Regions from separate parts of the Xenopus laevis genome. Here region 1 is linked to region 2. Evidence: chromatin contacts called from public Hi-C data. All regions are on one chromosome and are shown on one strand. Each heading gives the region's core, a stretch centred on a gene start, on an enhancer-like site or on the middle of the called end of the contact. The rest is flanking DNA. Distances are from core to core; before and after follow the strand shown.

Region 1 (7,118 bases), core at 862-3,361, 650 kb before region 2:
TGGTCCAGATACTGGAAGCTGATTTGGCTATAAATTATCTTCTATTCCTTTCTGCTGTTTCCATTCTTTTCTATTTTTGTATTCTTTTTTTTTCCCATTTTCCTATTATCTCCATGTTTTTTGTCTCCCATTTTCTTTTTTTTTTTCTTCTTTTTTTTAACACATTTTAAAATGTCTCATCTTATCTCTAATTGATACCTTCACTGGATCCTCTCCTCCCTGATGCTTATTGCAGCCATGCATATTTATTATACACCATAATATAATACCATAGTATAGCCTTTTGACAGTTGCTTATATTATATTTTCCTTTTTCTTTCCATCTTCTAAAAAGCTGGGTCTTAACCTTTCATATATGAGGACTATCTTTTTCCTAATTAAAGTCCGGCTGCTACCAGAACAAGTAAGGAATCCAGAAGAGGGAATTCTGAGACTGTAATATGCAGCAAAAACTTACTTTATTTGCAATGTGAGGCCCTCATTAATTAAAAGTTTCAATATATTAGTAAAATGTGTAAATCTGGACATTTGGGCACTCTATAATTAATTTGATGTGGAGCCCTGTAACATCTAGTTACACATTTGCTCAAAGGGCTCATTCTCAAGTCCACTTGCATGTTGTGACATAAGCATTTGCATTGTAGTAAGTGCTTTTTGCTCCTCGTAGGGTGCAATACATAGAAAAAGTTTTATTGTGCACTACAAATGAATTATCTTGACTGTGAGAGCTCCAAGGATAATTCTAGGGAGCTGTAGTCTGTTTTCCATATAGGAGCACCTTGGTTGGCAATAGGTGTAATATAACCTATATTTAATAGAAACCGTTTGCAAAAGAACTTCTTCTTCCTTAATATTACCCTTTATTTTGAGCCACAAATGCACCTCTTTAGTAACACCTGATGTAGAATCTATGGGACAGTTTTACATAAATGTTTCATAGTGGTGATATCAGGAATTTTATGGCCCTGGGTTTTTTTTTTGACATGTGGTACAGCAAGAAAAAAGGGAATGTGAACTAATAGGGTTACTCTGGGCTCATACAGCTAATACTATGTGTAATTCCATAACAACCATCTGTATACTCAAAATCTGTACAAGGGCCCCATCACGCATGCCAGTCTACAAACTTCCAGATACCTTGTATGTATCTAAACAGTTTAGTGCATTTTTTTTCTAATTTATTTTAAATTTTCTCAGCAAAACATTTTTCATTTACTACACTACTTTAAATATTTATGCCCTTTGTTAAATGCTTAAATATTTCTAAATATTAGGCAATAAAGATGTCAACAGTATAGACCATTCATTACAGGAAAATATCTATTTTCTTGAATTTTTTTTCACAAAATTTGCATGCTGTTTTTACAGTGTAAGTTTCTTAAACACAAACACAAACACAGGTGGCAGTAATATACAAATGATTACCTATGACCTGTGTTGAACAATGAAAGGCAAACAATGGGGGAATATAGCTATGTACACAATAAAACGTTTGTTTTGTCAGAAGTGTTTATTCTAATAGACAAATACAGGGATATCAAACAGACATGTTCATTGCACTCAATCGCAAAACAAAATACTGTTTAGCAAACATAACGAAAAAATTTTGCACTGATGTATTGTATATAGAGTAGACAGGTTTAACCGCACTGTGAACTTTACAAAATATGTTTATATGCAAATTGAAATGGTACTGTGGGAGTATAAAAACCACTTATCACCTTTGATGATTTGTATCATTATCAGGGCCTTTTCAGGCTGTTATGCTGCCCGTCGCGCTTACCTTGCGATCGCAGACAGGGGTCTGAAGGGGGCTGCATCGCTAGAGCAGAGTGCAAAATTGAGCTCTCTGAGCTAGAAAAGCCGAATTTCTGGTTTAATAACCAGAAATTCGGCTCTTAAAAGTAACAGGAGCGGCTTTTTGCTGCCCCTGGTACAGTAACTTCTGGGGAACTGCTGTCTGAGGCAAGGTGCTCACCTTGCCTCATGGCAAAAACGCCCCTGATCATTATCAAGCATGGTTTGCAATTCCAGTGCTTAATGCAATGTGTTTCTTGTGATCTACATTATATTCTCCTATATACAGTTAGTATAGCTTAAGCCTTATTGCTGAGACAATAGCAGCTAAAGTTCCAGGTTTAAAGGCTTGTTCACCTTTAAATTAACTAGTTTGATGTAGAAAGTGATATTCTGAGACAGTTTGCAATTGGTTTTCATTTTTTATTATTTGTGGTTTTTCAGTTACTTAGACTTTTATTCAGCAGCTCTCCAGTTTGGAGTTTCAGTAATCTGGATGCTAGGGTTCAAATTTCCCTAGCAACCATGTATTGATTTGAATAATAGACTGGAATATGAATAGGAGAGGGCCTGAATAGAAAGATGAGTAACACAAAGTAGCAATAACAATACATTTGTAGCTTTACAGAGCATTTGTTTTTTTAGATGAGGTCCATTATCCCCTCCCCATTTGAAAGCTGGAAAAAGTCAGAAGAATACAAATAATTAAAAAACTAAAAATTCAAAAAAGTCAAACCAATTGTCATACCTCCCAACTGTCCCTTTTTCGGAGGGACAGTCCCTCTTTTGACAGCTCAACCCGCAGTCCCTCATTTGTACTGGAAAGTCCCTCTTTTCTCTGCACTGAACAACCAGAAAAAGAAACAAAGTTACTCACTTAATTGGCTTTTAGCAGAGAGCCCAGAACAGCTAACAGGTGCAAATAAGATACTTTGTAACAATTTTGAGACCCAAAAACACAGTTTAGATAAGGAGAAATATTTTCAAACTTTCATAACCTGCCAAATTTTGTAAAACAAACATGGTAATTAGGGGGCGTGGCCACATAAAGGGGTGTGGTCAAAAAATTGCTGCGCTACATGTGGAAAAAAATTTTTTGTCCCTCTTTTTACTTCCAAAATGTTGGGAGGTATGAATTGTTCAGTGCTGTAATACATTTACAGTGATGCATGCAGCTTCTTCATTTATGATCTTACACTAACCAATAAATTCTTTAAAATAAAAGTGGGAAAGAAGAGAATAAAGTACAGCGGTAAATTCAACAAAAGAAACTATTGTGAATATTGTGGTACACAAAGGGTTAATGATGTCATGGCTACTTACAAATGTATAGTGTTGCATATCAGTTAAACGCATATCTTCTAGCAATCCATATTGATATGTGAAAAATAAAGGTATAAAAATTGTGCAACACTCTTTTTCTGAAAAATGCTATGAAAAAGCAATGCCTAAATGGCTACTCGCTGCCCCAGAAGTAACATAAAACATATAGGTGTTCAAAATAACAAAAGTCTATTTCTACTACACATCTGGCTTCTCCCAACCAACATGCAGAATACAAACAAATGTCTAATATCATACCTCCCAGCTGTCCCTTTTTCGGAGGGACAGTCCCTCTTTTGAATGCTCAACCTGCAGTCCCTCATTTGTACTGGAAAGTCCCTATTTTCTCTGCACTGAACAGCCAGAAAAAAAAAAAAGTTTCTAACTTAATTGGCTTTTAGCAGAGAGCACAGAACAGCTAACAGGTGCAAATAAGATACTTTGTAACAATTTTGAGACACAAAAAAACAGTTTAGTTAAGGAGAAATATTTTCAAACTTTCAAAACCTGCCAAATTTTGTAAAATGAACATGGTAATTAGGGATGTGGCCACAGAGAGGGGCATGGCCAAAATAGTTTTGTCCCTCTTTTTACTTCCAAAATGTTAGGAGGTATGTAATATTACCCTCAAACGCGACGTGTTTTGGAACTTGTTTTTAAATGAATTAATACCTATAGCAGCATGGGGAACTTGTGTAGATCATTTCTTTAGGATTAAGAACAGAAATCCTAAGTATGAAAATCAATTAGGAGAGGGATCTGGGTGACCAATCTGTTTGATCCAGCATTTGCTTGTATTCTGCAACTCCTGTAAAGTGTTGGCAGAAGCCAGGTACGTAGTCCAAATAGGCATGTGTTTTTTGGACACCGGGTATTTTGACTGTGCAAGACAAAGTTGCTGCACAGTTTCTACATTTCAATGTAAAAAAAAATCATCCTTCGCCTTAATGCAGTTTATACCGTTCGGACAATTACTTACAAGGGTCAGTGTTTTAATCTGTAGATCTAATAGTTCTAAATTAAAGTTATGTTTTTATTTCTGTTGAGTATCCAGCTCTAAAAGTGAATCTATTTCTGTTGCTGATCTATATCATCCCACTTACCACTAGGGTTTCTAAATTTAGGGTGTTATTTATCAAAGGTCGAGTTGTTTTTTCCATGAAAAATGCAAGTTTTCAAGGGTATTTTTCAGTCAAAAATTGATTTTTCAAGTTTAAAAAAAAACTTTTTCGAGATTTATTATATCCCGAAGCTGGAAATAGCTAGAATCTGAAAATACACCATCTTAAACCATTCAAGGTCATGTAGAAGTCAAGAGCAGAGGTCCCTTGAACCATAACCCCCTAAGTGTTTGAATGACTGGCTGTTTTGGTATTATATCAGTTGTTAATCACTTAGCATTAAATCTATGAGTATTGTACATTAATGATATTAGCTCCCATAAAGTTAAAAAGCTATTATGTAGATCTGAAGGTTAGTGTGTACATGTGAAACAATCTGTATAGCACAGATATTCAATATGTAGAATTCAGTTAGGACTTTGACCTCCAGGATTTCTCAGAAACCTTTGCTTGGGCAGAAAACACCAATCTTCCCACATTCGTTTCACATCAATCTTTATGTCTTTTCACTCCAATAGCTGCATCTTATCTCTAGAAAGTGCATGATAGGTCATGCATAGCTTTAAAAACTGCCTGCCTGTGAAGGAATACTTTCAAAGCTCTCACTACATTTGTACATAGCCACCAAATGTCTACTCATCAACAAAAAGTTAATTCACATATTGTTCCTGCTGTCCAGTACAAGCGTTTTTATTATTTTTCCCAGCTTTTTTTTTCTTGTTGGATGCTAACTGAAAACATATTATTACATAGCACTTATACTTGTTTTTTGTTTAATTTGTAGGGCCCAAATTACACATAGAGCTGTTTTAATTTTTACAATGGCTACTTTAAAAAAATATAAATTAGTTCTAATTTAATCTGAATAATTGCTATATGGAGGGGAGAATAAATTACTTTTGTATCATATCGACTAGAAATTGTTCCAGCTGGATAGGTTTAGCTCTACTGACAACTTATGAATCCAGTTGGTCTAAGAATTGCAGTTGTATGAATGTATAACTTTATTTATATAATGCTACTGGGATACACAGCACTGTACAGTTTTAAAAAAATACACACTGGGAGGACAAGCATTATAAAAATAAATACATAAAATAAAAAGTACAGGAATGGGGTCTATTATTTGGAATGCTCGAGACCTGGGGGCATCTGGATAAGGAATATTTCCATAATCTGGATCACCATACCTAACGGGCCAATTTATCAAAAGTTGAGTTTTAGTTTTTTACACCATTCGCAGAAAAAGTACAAATATACTCAAGAATATGCCGTGGAAACTTATTAAAGAATAAAACCACAAAAAGTTGCTTATTTTCAAGTTGAAATATTCAAATGTTTTAGCCTCATTGAATATGAATGGAGCAATGTGATTTTCTCAGATTTTCACAGTGATATTCTGTTGTGTTTTTTCCTTAAATAAGATAGCATTCAACATTGGGGGTTATTTATCAAAGGTTGAGTTTTAGAGGTTTGTGAGGTTTTTTATACCTCTAATGAACTTACAGCTCTAATGTTTTTTGATTTAAGAAAAAAACTTGAATGGAAAAAACTAGATTCGGTGAATTCTGGTTGAACAACCAGAAAACTCGAATTGGAAAAAACTCAAATTAATCAACTATTCGAGAAAAACCCACAGAAAAAAAGCCCCGAACATCATGAAGGCTACAAACATCTTCAAATGGTTCAAGGGACCTCTGCCATTGACTTCTACATGACCTCAACAGGTTTTAGCTGGAATATTGTCGGATTAAAGCTATTTCCAACTTTGGGGTACAATGAATCCAAAAAACTTCTGTTTTTTTTTAACCCGAAAATTCGAGTTTTGACTGAAAATTACCCTCAAAAATTTAGATTTTTCAGGTTCAAATACAACTCGACCTTTAATAAATCTACCCAGTAGGATTATTTTGCCAACAATCCAATATGGATTTATTCAGCTTTGCTAGGATCAAGTACACGGTACTGTTTTATCCAGGTAAGGTAATCCATACAGAGATTATGGGGCTATTGGGGCTATTGTAGGAGGTCCTTGCCTCCTACAATTTACAGTCTGTGTGGGTGGCACAAATAGATGAGCAAAATGGGAAGATTGTGATTCTATAGTTGGTAAATAAAGGATCACTGAAATGTAGCTATGTTGTGACTATTTTATAAGCCCACAGATATAGCAGCTCTTTATCAGTAAAATGACAGCTCCCTAAAATTGCCCCGCTGCGTCTCTTTTCTGTTCTCTTTGTATGTTACTCTCCTGCTGCAAAAGCCAGAGGCACATGCATATTTATGTCACCGACATCAGCAGTAAATGTTAAATTATTATTCTCTGATGGCCCAGCCACCCCAGACAAATTAAGGGTGGCAGAAGACTTAGGTCCATATTACTTTGGTTAGGTCTCTCTGTCTTTCCACAATAGTTTGAGTAACAATTGAATAATAAATAATGGTAGATTGATCAGCAATGGTAGGAACAGGTACAAAAAGCTCTTTTAGAGTTTTTACCATACTGACATCATGCATTAGCTGTTTTATTCCAGTTGGGGCAATTTAATAGGCTACAAAGAAAAGGCAAACAGAATTACTCGGAAACTCCAGTGCCATCTATCTTCCATCCTCCCCCACCAACCTTCCAGCAGTGGACAACATTTTTAAAGTGTTGCGGTTGGCTGTTTGTGGATCTTCTTTAAAAACACAAACTGACCCTGGCGTATTTTGCAGAAAAGCATAGTGGCAGCATCTTTCCAGTGCTCCGGTATGGTTATTGTGGCACCTTTAGTTGTGGTCATGCACTGTACAGGGATTTTTTTAAACAAAATTATGGGCTTCTTTTTGGCCAGGGCATCAACTTTTAGGTGGACATTTCCTAGTGTTTATTGTGCT
Region 2 (7,386 bases), core at 4,192-6,691:
TGGAAGTGGAAAAAAACACAAGCGAATGTTTGGATATTTTTTTTTCTCTTCTAAGGGAAAAAGTCTAAGGGAAAAATGAATGCATCTGCAAAGGCTTTCGTTTCCTCGTGTAGAGATCTGTTTCTCTGAAAGGCCACATTCTGTTATATTAAGCTGGGCAGCAGGGTTTAATCAATGCCCATCTGTAGCTTGGCCGTGCCAGGCAACAGCAGCAGCAGGATGGATTTTTTTTTATTTCATTGGGGATTTGCACGCCTGAATGGGAAATGCTGTTACAATTTTTCGTTCTCTAAATTTTCCATTGATAGAACAACAATCAGATCGATTCGTTTTACGACACTTTAAGCATATTTATTTCACCCAATCGTTTTAATCTTTTATGAAATCAGGATAGCATTTCATACACTCGATGTAATGTTTTCTGACCACAAAGGGATTTGCCTTTTGCATAAATCCTATTTCAGCACAGATCCAAAGCCATATTATTGGTAGGGCAGATTCTAAACCAATCTGTATGGATCTGTATCTTCCAGTATGATTTGTCTGTCAAATTCATGTCTTGTTAGTAAGTAAATAAGCAAATACCCAGCATGGCAGTCCAATCATTTCTCATTATTTGTGTTATTAGAAAATATAGGAATATTTATTTATTTTCCTATCTGAGAACGTCCTTTATATTCTTTAAAAACAAAACAAATGAAACTTATTAAACATAAACACCTCCAGAGAGCGTTTGATATGCGACAATGTTACAATGTAATATATTTTGCGTTTTTTTGTCACGTCTAACACAAAGCATATTTTTTGTATCTTTCAGACCATTCTGAATTCCATGCATAAGTATCAGCCACGGTTTCATATAGTGAGAGCCAATGATATCCTGAAACTTCCCTACAGCACTTTTAGGACATATGTATTTCCAGAGACAGATTTTATAGCGGTGACTGCTTATCAGAACGATAAGGTAAGGAATTCCTTTCTTCTGTCAGGCCTCTAGCATAGATCTTGGAGAAGGGGCATGAACTCTCTCTGTTTGTCTCTCTCCCTTTCTTTAGATCCCATACACATGTTTATTATTGCCCAATATTTTCAAACAGGGCCTTACTGTACATACTGCCTAGTGGAAGGGGCAATTTTTTAATATCCTGTTATCTACTAGGATTTAATAATGTATACGTTTTATGGCTTGTTGAACAAATTATTGGTCCAATTAACACTTTGCGGTTTTGTTCTATTTTATAAGACACTTAGATTTTATATTTTCGGTTTGGTGCAATATTAGACCCAGGTCCCATACTTTATTGCCATCTTTTAATTCCCAGCTCTTTTAGGATGGTGAGGCTGGACCTAGGTCTTTGTTAATTGGCTCGAGCTGTTTTCCTTGGCGTCTTTTATCTGCATATGCTAACATTCTACTTGAATGTAGGCAGCACCAGAAAGACTCCCCCAGCTTGCATGTGCGCATGCGCATGGTCCCTGCCCCAGCACACACCTTTACCCCTTGCTGCTGATGTTAATTGACAGATCTGTCGGAGGGTCCTGGTGGGCTTGTTCCAATCGTAAACTTTATGGCAAAGAGTCACGATCGATTAAAGAACACTTTAGAGTGTAGGCCAGCCACAAGCTACCAATGTTCATAAGCTGTGCATCCCAAAACAGCCTGGGGCCATTATTAAACTCCACTCTCCCTGATTGAATTTGTCCAGCAGCAAAACAATACACAATGAGCTCATTTGTGAGGCGTCTCTTTATTCACAAATAAACAGGAAAACAAGGACAAAGACAAAAATATATCACAGGTAGCTGGTCACAATTTGAATGTTAAAAAAAATATATATAAAATATATGTTATATATTATATTATTTATAATAAATATATTATTTATTATTTCTGAATTATTTTTACATTTTAGTCAGGCATATGAATGATAGGAAATATAAGTGGATATGGTCTGGATCACGTGGATGCCTTTTGCATGAATAATACCTTTAAATATATTTTAATTCTTTCTGGGAAAGTTTTAACGGACTCTCCTTATCTGATCTCATTGTATATAGATTGGTACATGGGAACTCAATAAAGGTCTCTTAAAAAAAGACAAAAAAAAAAAAATATTTTAGAAAGGAAACAAAACAGGAATTCGTAAATGTTTATGAAATGTAATATGCAGCTTTAAAAAGGAACATATTTCAAAACGATGAATTATTAATTGATGTAATGTCGCCTGCCCCATAATTCAGCCTTATGTGAGAGATAAGAATAGCTTTTAACCAACACAGCAATGTTTAGTCGCCATCTTCCCTCCAGGGGGCTCTGAAAAATAACTTCCTATCATTAAAACTCTATTAATAATTCAGGGCAAACCTCAGCATCATTTTTAATAAAGCATGCGGTGTGTTAAACCTGGGAGACTGCGTGTTCTAATCTGTTGGTAAGGGAGCCTGCCCAGTGTGGGGGATCCAGGGGCAGAATTCTGCTTTATATACATAAAGAACATAGTTAGAATGGAACCTGCCTGTTAACCCTTTCCATTGGTACAACACAGAATAAATATTAGTATTCGTCCACTTGCTTTGCAACCAGACATTGCATTGAGTATTTTAAGGTATTTTTGAGTCCTTACAGGGAAATATGACATTTTTTTGTTAGCTATGATAATAGTGTAAAGCATTGTGGGGAAAGCTGGAGACGAACGACAGGGGGTTGCTGTTTTGTTTTAGTCAGACTGAATTATTTGCCTACTGCGTGCTACTAGCTAGTGCAGGGATAAAGTAAACACACAGACACTGACACTTCCACTCGGATTAACCTGTTTTACAATTGTTAGCGGATCACAATGGGCACACTAACTCATTCATTGTAGGCATCTGAGACAACACCCAGATCCCTGAGACCCAGGGTGGAATGTCTGTCTGCCTGCCTATCTATCCATTTTATCTGTCTGAATTTTATTTGTAAAAAAAAAAAAAACATATTAAATACATTTATAGCGGGGTCTTTATCTTAGACCCAACAGGGCTGGAAAACATGGTTGTCCTCTTATCCAATAGATCAAATCAAGATATGTCAAACGGTTGTATTATTGAAATATTTGTTTATGTATATATATATATTTTTTTCCCTTCTCCTTTAGATCACTCAGCTTAAAATTGATAACAATCCATTTGCTAAAGGATTTAGAGACACTGGGAATGGAAGAAGAGAGAAAAGGTAACTAGATTAGAGGTGCAATCAACTTGGCTACAGGGGGATTAGATCTGATTCATTCTGGGCCACGTTTGTGAGCTATTTACAAATGGCTAGAAATATGGCGCAGCAGGGTTTTTGTATTTTCTAAATTACGATGTAACCTTCTTTCTTGTGGTGGCGGGTATGGGGCTAAATAATTATGCAACGGTGTGTCGCTTTATATCAGCATTTAACCCCTTTTCTCCTGGTTTGTTTGGGAATCAGGAAACAACTGAGCCTGCCATCCCTTCGGATGTATGAAGAGCAGTGCAAAGCAGACAGAGATGGCGCAGAATCAGATGCCTCTTCCTGTGATCCTGCCCCAGGCAGAGACTCTCTACATTCCCCCCTGAGCGCAGAACCCAGCCCTCTCCGGCTGCACCGCAATAATAGAGGTAATTGCGCTGCGTCCTGCAACTCCCAGGATTAGTGTGTCTGAGCCCCTGCACTTTCGTTGGTCTAACTGCATTCTCATTAGTCGCTCACATCCAGCAGTCCCATGGTCATTTTTCCACTGTAGTCGAGCTAGACAAATGTAAGCACAGCTCAAAGTCAGTGTGCTGCTGCTAACCTGAATTCAGGACAAAATTCTGGACTTTCCAGCTTTCCCAATAATTAATGGCAAAATGAACACAGCCAATTTACCTTTAAATACTTTAAGTACTCCCAAGCAGACAACACGTATTACTATTTACTGTATCACTTGCTTTGCATTCATTTTCCATTTTGAATCTGGCCACCATTAAAGTTACATTTAGCTGTTGCCTCTTTTACAGTAATGAGGAGTTGATTCATGAATCTGCAAAGGAAATTCAAATAAAAACACGAAAAAAAAACCTATTAAAAATATTTGTAATATTCGATTATATTCAATATTCTTTGTGTATAATTTCCCTTTTCCCATGGATGTATAATTACCATAATCACATTAATAACAGTTTCTATTAGAACTTGACTACAGTTTCTTCTAAAAGCAGGCTCTCAAATATAATTCTTAGGTGCTGGAATTATTATTATTTTTTTATTTATTTTTCTTACAATTTTTAGTTTTACTTTCTTCAAGCACAATGCAAATAAAAAGCTTAACTCACCTATTGAAATAAATTCCATTGATTTATACCATAAGTATTATTCCATTTTTCACGCTGCACAAATAGTTCTATTCTACACATCAAAGGAGAGAAATGTCTGTTTTCACTCAAGGTTGTATAAAACTAAACAGAGAAGTCAGAGCCCAAAGTCATGTAAATCAATGAACTCCGAATAATAGTATTTTCTTCATGTGTATTCTATCTTTATATTTCCCCACACACAAACAAGCAGTTTATGTTCGTTTTTTTCTATTTGGATTAAACGATAAAGATATCAATCAAGCAGATTGAATGCATCAGTGTAGCTTATTTCCATTCCATAAACACACGTACCATAGAAAGAAATACAATATGGTAAAAGAGAGAAGAGAACAGGGTGCATTAAGTGAGAATCCTGTGTATAGATGTGCTGGAGGTTATACAAAGTTGTAAATATTCAAGGACGCAGTGACAGTGTTCCTAGATGCGAAAGAGGGGGACTGTGATTCTATCACTGCTGATTTACCTCTTTGACTACTCAATCAATTAACCTGCGATTTCTCCTGTGCTGCAGAAGAGAAGTTCGGGGCAGACAGTGACCAGGAGCTGGACAGGCGAGAGATCAGGAGCGCCAGAAGCCATAGCCCAGTTGGCCACCGTAGCCCCCCTAGTAGCCCCAGACTCGAAGACAGGGGCAAAGACAAGAGCACTCCAGAAAAGAAATCCGACTCCCCAGAAAGTCGCAAGGACGGCAGCGACTCTCTATTCAGCAGCATCAGGAGCTTAGAGAAAGACAAGGCGGAGAGCAGGAGGAAAGAGGACTCTAAAAGTGACCCGGAGTGTGGGAGTTTAAGTAAAGAGACCTTTGCCCCCCTGATGGTACAGACTGATAGCCCACCTCACCTGAGCGCTAGCCATCTGCAAAGCCTGGCTCTCTCAGGCCTCCACGGCCAGCAGTTTTTTAACCCCTTGAACGCCGGACAGCCTTTGTTCATTCACCCGGGACAGTTTACAATGGGCCCGGGAGCCTTCTCTGCCATGGGCATGGGACATTTACTAGCCTCAATGACAGGGGCAGGTGCTCTGGATAATGGCAGCCTTTCCTCAGTGCAGGGGGCAACGGGAGCAGCTAATCCTTTCCCATTTCACTTTTCCCAACACATGCTGGCCTCTCAGGTAAGAGTCATATTCTCTAATGACTGCCCTTGTTTTTATAAAATGTTAATGCTTGTGCGTTTGCCCTGACCCACCACAAGATGTCGCTGTTGTTATTAACCTTGCAAATTAAGAAACATATATAGGCGACTTATTACTTTAGCTGCAATGTCAGTAGAATGATTTATAGTCGGATCTGACATTCTCATGCCCATTTGCACAACGGACACAGTTCTACTGAACTCTTTGGCAAACAGGCTGTTTGTAACCTTTTCATTTTCTTCCTGAATGAACCCGATACAGAGTTTCCAATATCTCTGGGAATTTTCTATGTCTCTGAGAAATAGACCCGGTGCTTGCATTAATATGGCATACAGTTTCATAGTGGTCAGATCGTCTGACTGTCCTGCTTGGCTGCCAATATCTGTCGTGTGTCCTGTTCCATAATACTTCTGGGCTTTATATTTGTAACAAAGAAATGGAATCAGCGATGTACAGTTTTTGTACCTTTAATATTTCATTTTGCACGGGAAATACAATGTAATAAACGTATATTCTGTGCAAAACTGTGCTCTTTTTTGTTTTTTACATTGTGAAAGAAAATGCAGTTATAAGCAACTTGCAGTTTTAAAGTTATTTTTAAATGTAACTTGTAAGGAATATTTGACTGGCTATTTACTCCTGGCTGGGATTCTTGCAACAATATAAAAGAAGCCAGCTGATAATGAACTTTAAGGAGAATTGACATTGTCTCAATAGTCAGAACCAGGGAGTAGAAAGGGATAAAGAATTACAACTTTGTGCTGAAATTCTCTTTACAAATAACTATTGACAATTTATTAATGTATGATTTTTTTTTTTTAAAGTTGCTTAGAATAGAATTTTCTTTCAATAACAATTCTTGGAGGTAGAGTGTCCTGGTGAAGTCGATACATGAAAAAAGTTTACAATTAAAATGTTTTATCTGTGGAATGTTATATAGAATGTTGTGCTTTAAAGGATGGATTGGTGTCTATAAACTGTTAATCTTAGGTGTGTGTATTTTTTTATATGTGAAAGCCTTGAGGAGATTATTACCTAGACCTTTAGATGGGAAGTTGAAAGAACGTTGGGCTGGAAATATATTAAAACTGCTTCCCAATTAACTGGAGTACACCAGGCTGCCAGCAGAGGACGCCCCGCTAGACCCTGTTATACTTCGCATAGGCCTTCAATTATATATATATATATATATATATATATATATATATATATATATATATATATATATATATATGTTTTTGTTTATTTAAATATGTAGTTAAAAGTTGCATCATGTAACAGGTACAGGGCATTGCTTATTATAGCGCTGTGTTGAAAAAAATGGGTGCTTATAGGGATTGTTCTTTTATTTACTGATGGACATTGTATGCTGAATATCTCTCTTCTTTATCCCCTAGGGAATACCAATGCCCGCATTTGGAGGGTTGTTTCCTTATCCCTACACTTACATGGCAGCAGCTGCAGCAGCTGCATCGGCGATGCCAGCTACCAGCGCTGCGACTACTATGCCAAGGAACCCTTTCCTCAGCAGCACAAGGCCCCGCCTCCGCTTTAATCCCTACCAAATCCCGGTGGGCATTCCTCCCAGCACTAACCTCTTGACCACTGGCTTGCCTGGCAGCCTCAACCCGGGATCAGAGAGCTCCAAACCTGGCAGTAGCCGGGAGTCCAGTCCAATCCCAGACACTCCTGTGCCCAAAAGGTCCCACTCAAACTCCCTCTCTCCCAAAGCCTCCATGAAGGATTCCATAAATGAGCTGCAGAACATCCAGAGACTCGTCAGTGGGTTGGAGAGTCAGAGGGAAATCTCCCCTGGCAGGGAGACACCAAAGTGACTGGCACCTTTGCCCTTAACCTGAGCCATAAGGGCTTAAAAGCACTGGGATCTTG

The links. Hi-C and Micro-C count contacts between places; a contact is called where the count stands out from the background.
Region 1: a contact with region 2 is called in a Hi-C map of the XTC cell line, with 2.7 times the contacts expected there. The contact joins two enhancer-like sites. A contact is called at or near these places in 2 of 4 Hi-C or Micro-C datasets (the XL177 cell line and the XTC cell line).

What each region holds. Positions count from the first base shown.
Region 1 is chr2L:96,635,949-96,643,066 of Xenopus_laevis_v10.1, reverse strand. All of the region lies in intron 6 of bcas3.L (breast carcinoma-amplified sequence 3), which reads left to right. Among protein-coding and RNA genes, the nearest start is that of bcas3.L, 28 kb to the left of the region's middle. Within about 2 kb of position 2,111, at least 1 of the 7 cell types and tissues checked has an H3K27ac peak or open chromatin away from gene starts, as enhancers often do.
Region 2 is chr2L:95,985,311-95,992,696 of Xenopus_laevis_v10.1, reverse strand. It overlaps tbx2.L (T-box 2 L homeolog), which reads left to right. Exons shown (of 7, transcript NM_001087905.1): 3 at 818-964; 4 at 3,135-3,211; 5 at 3,455-3,624; 6 at 4,874-5,475; 7 at 6,894-7,386. The coding sequence ends at 7,331. Among protein-coding and RNA genes, the nearest start is that of tbx2.L, 8.3 kb to the left of the region's middle. Within about 2 kb of position 5,441, at least 1 of the 7 cell types and tissues checked has an H3K27ac peak or open chromatin away from gene starts, as enhancers often do.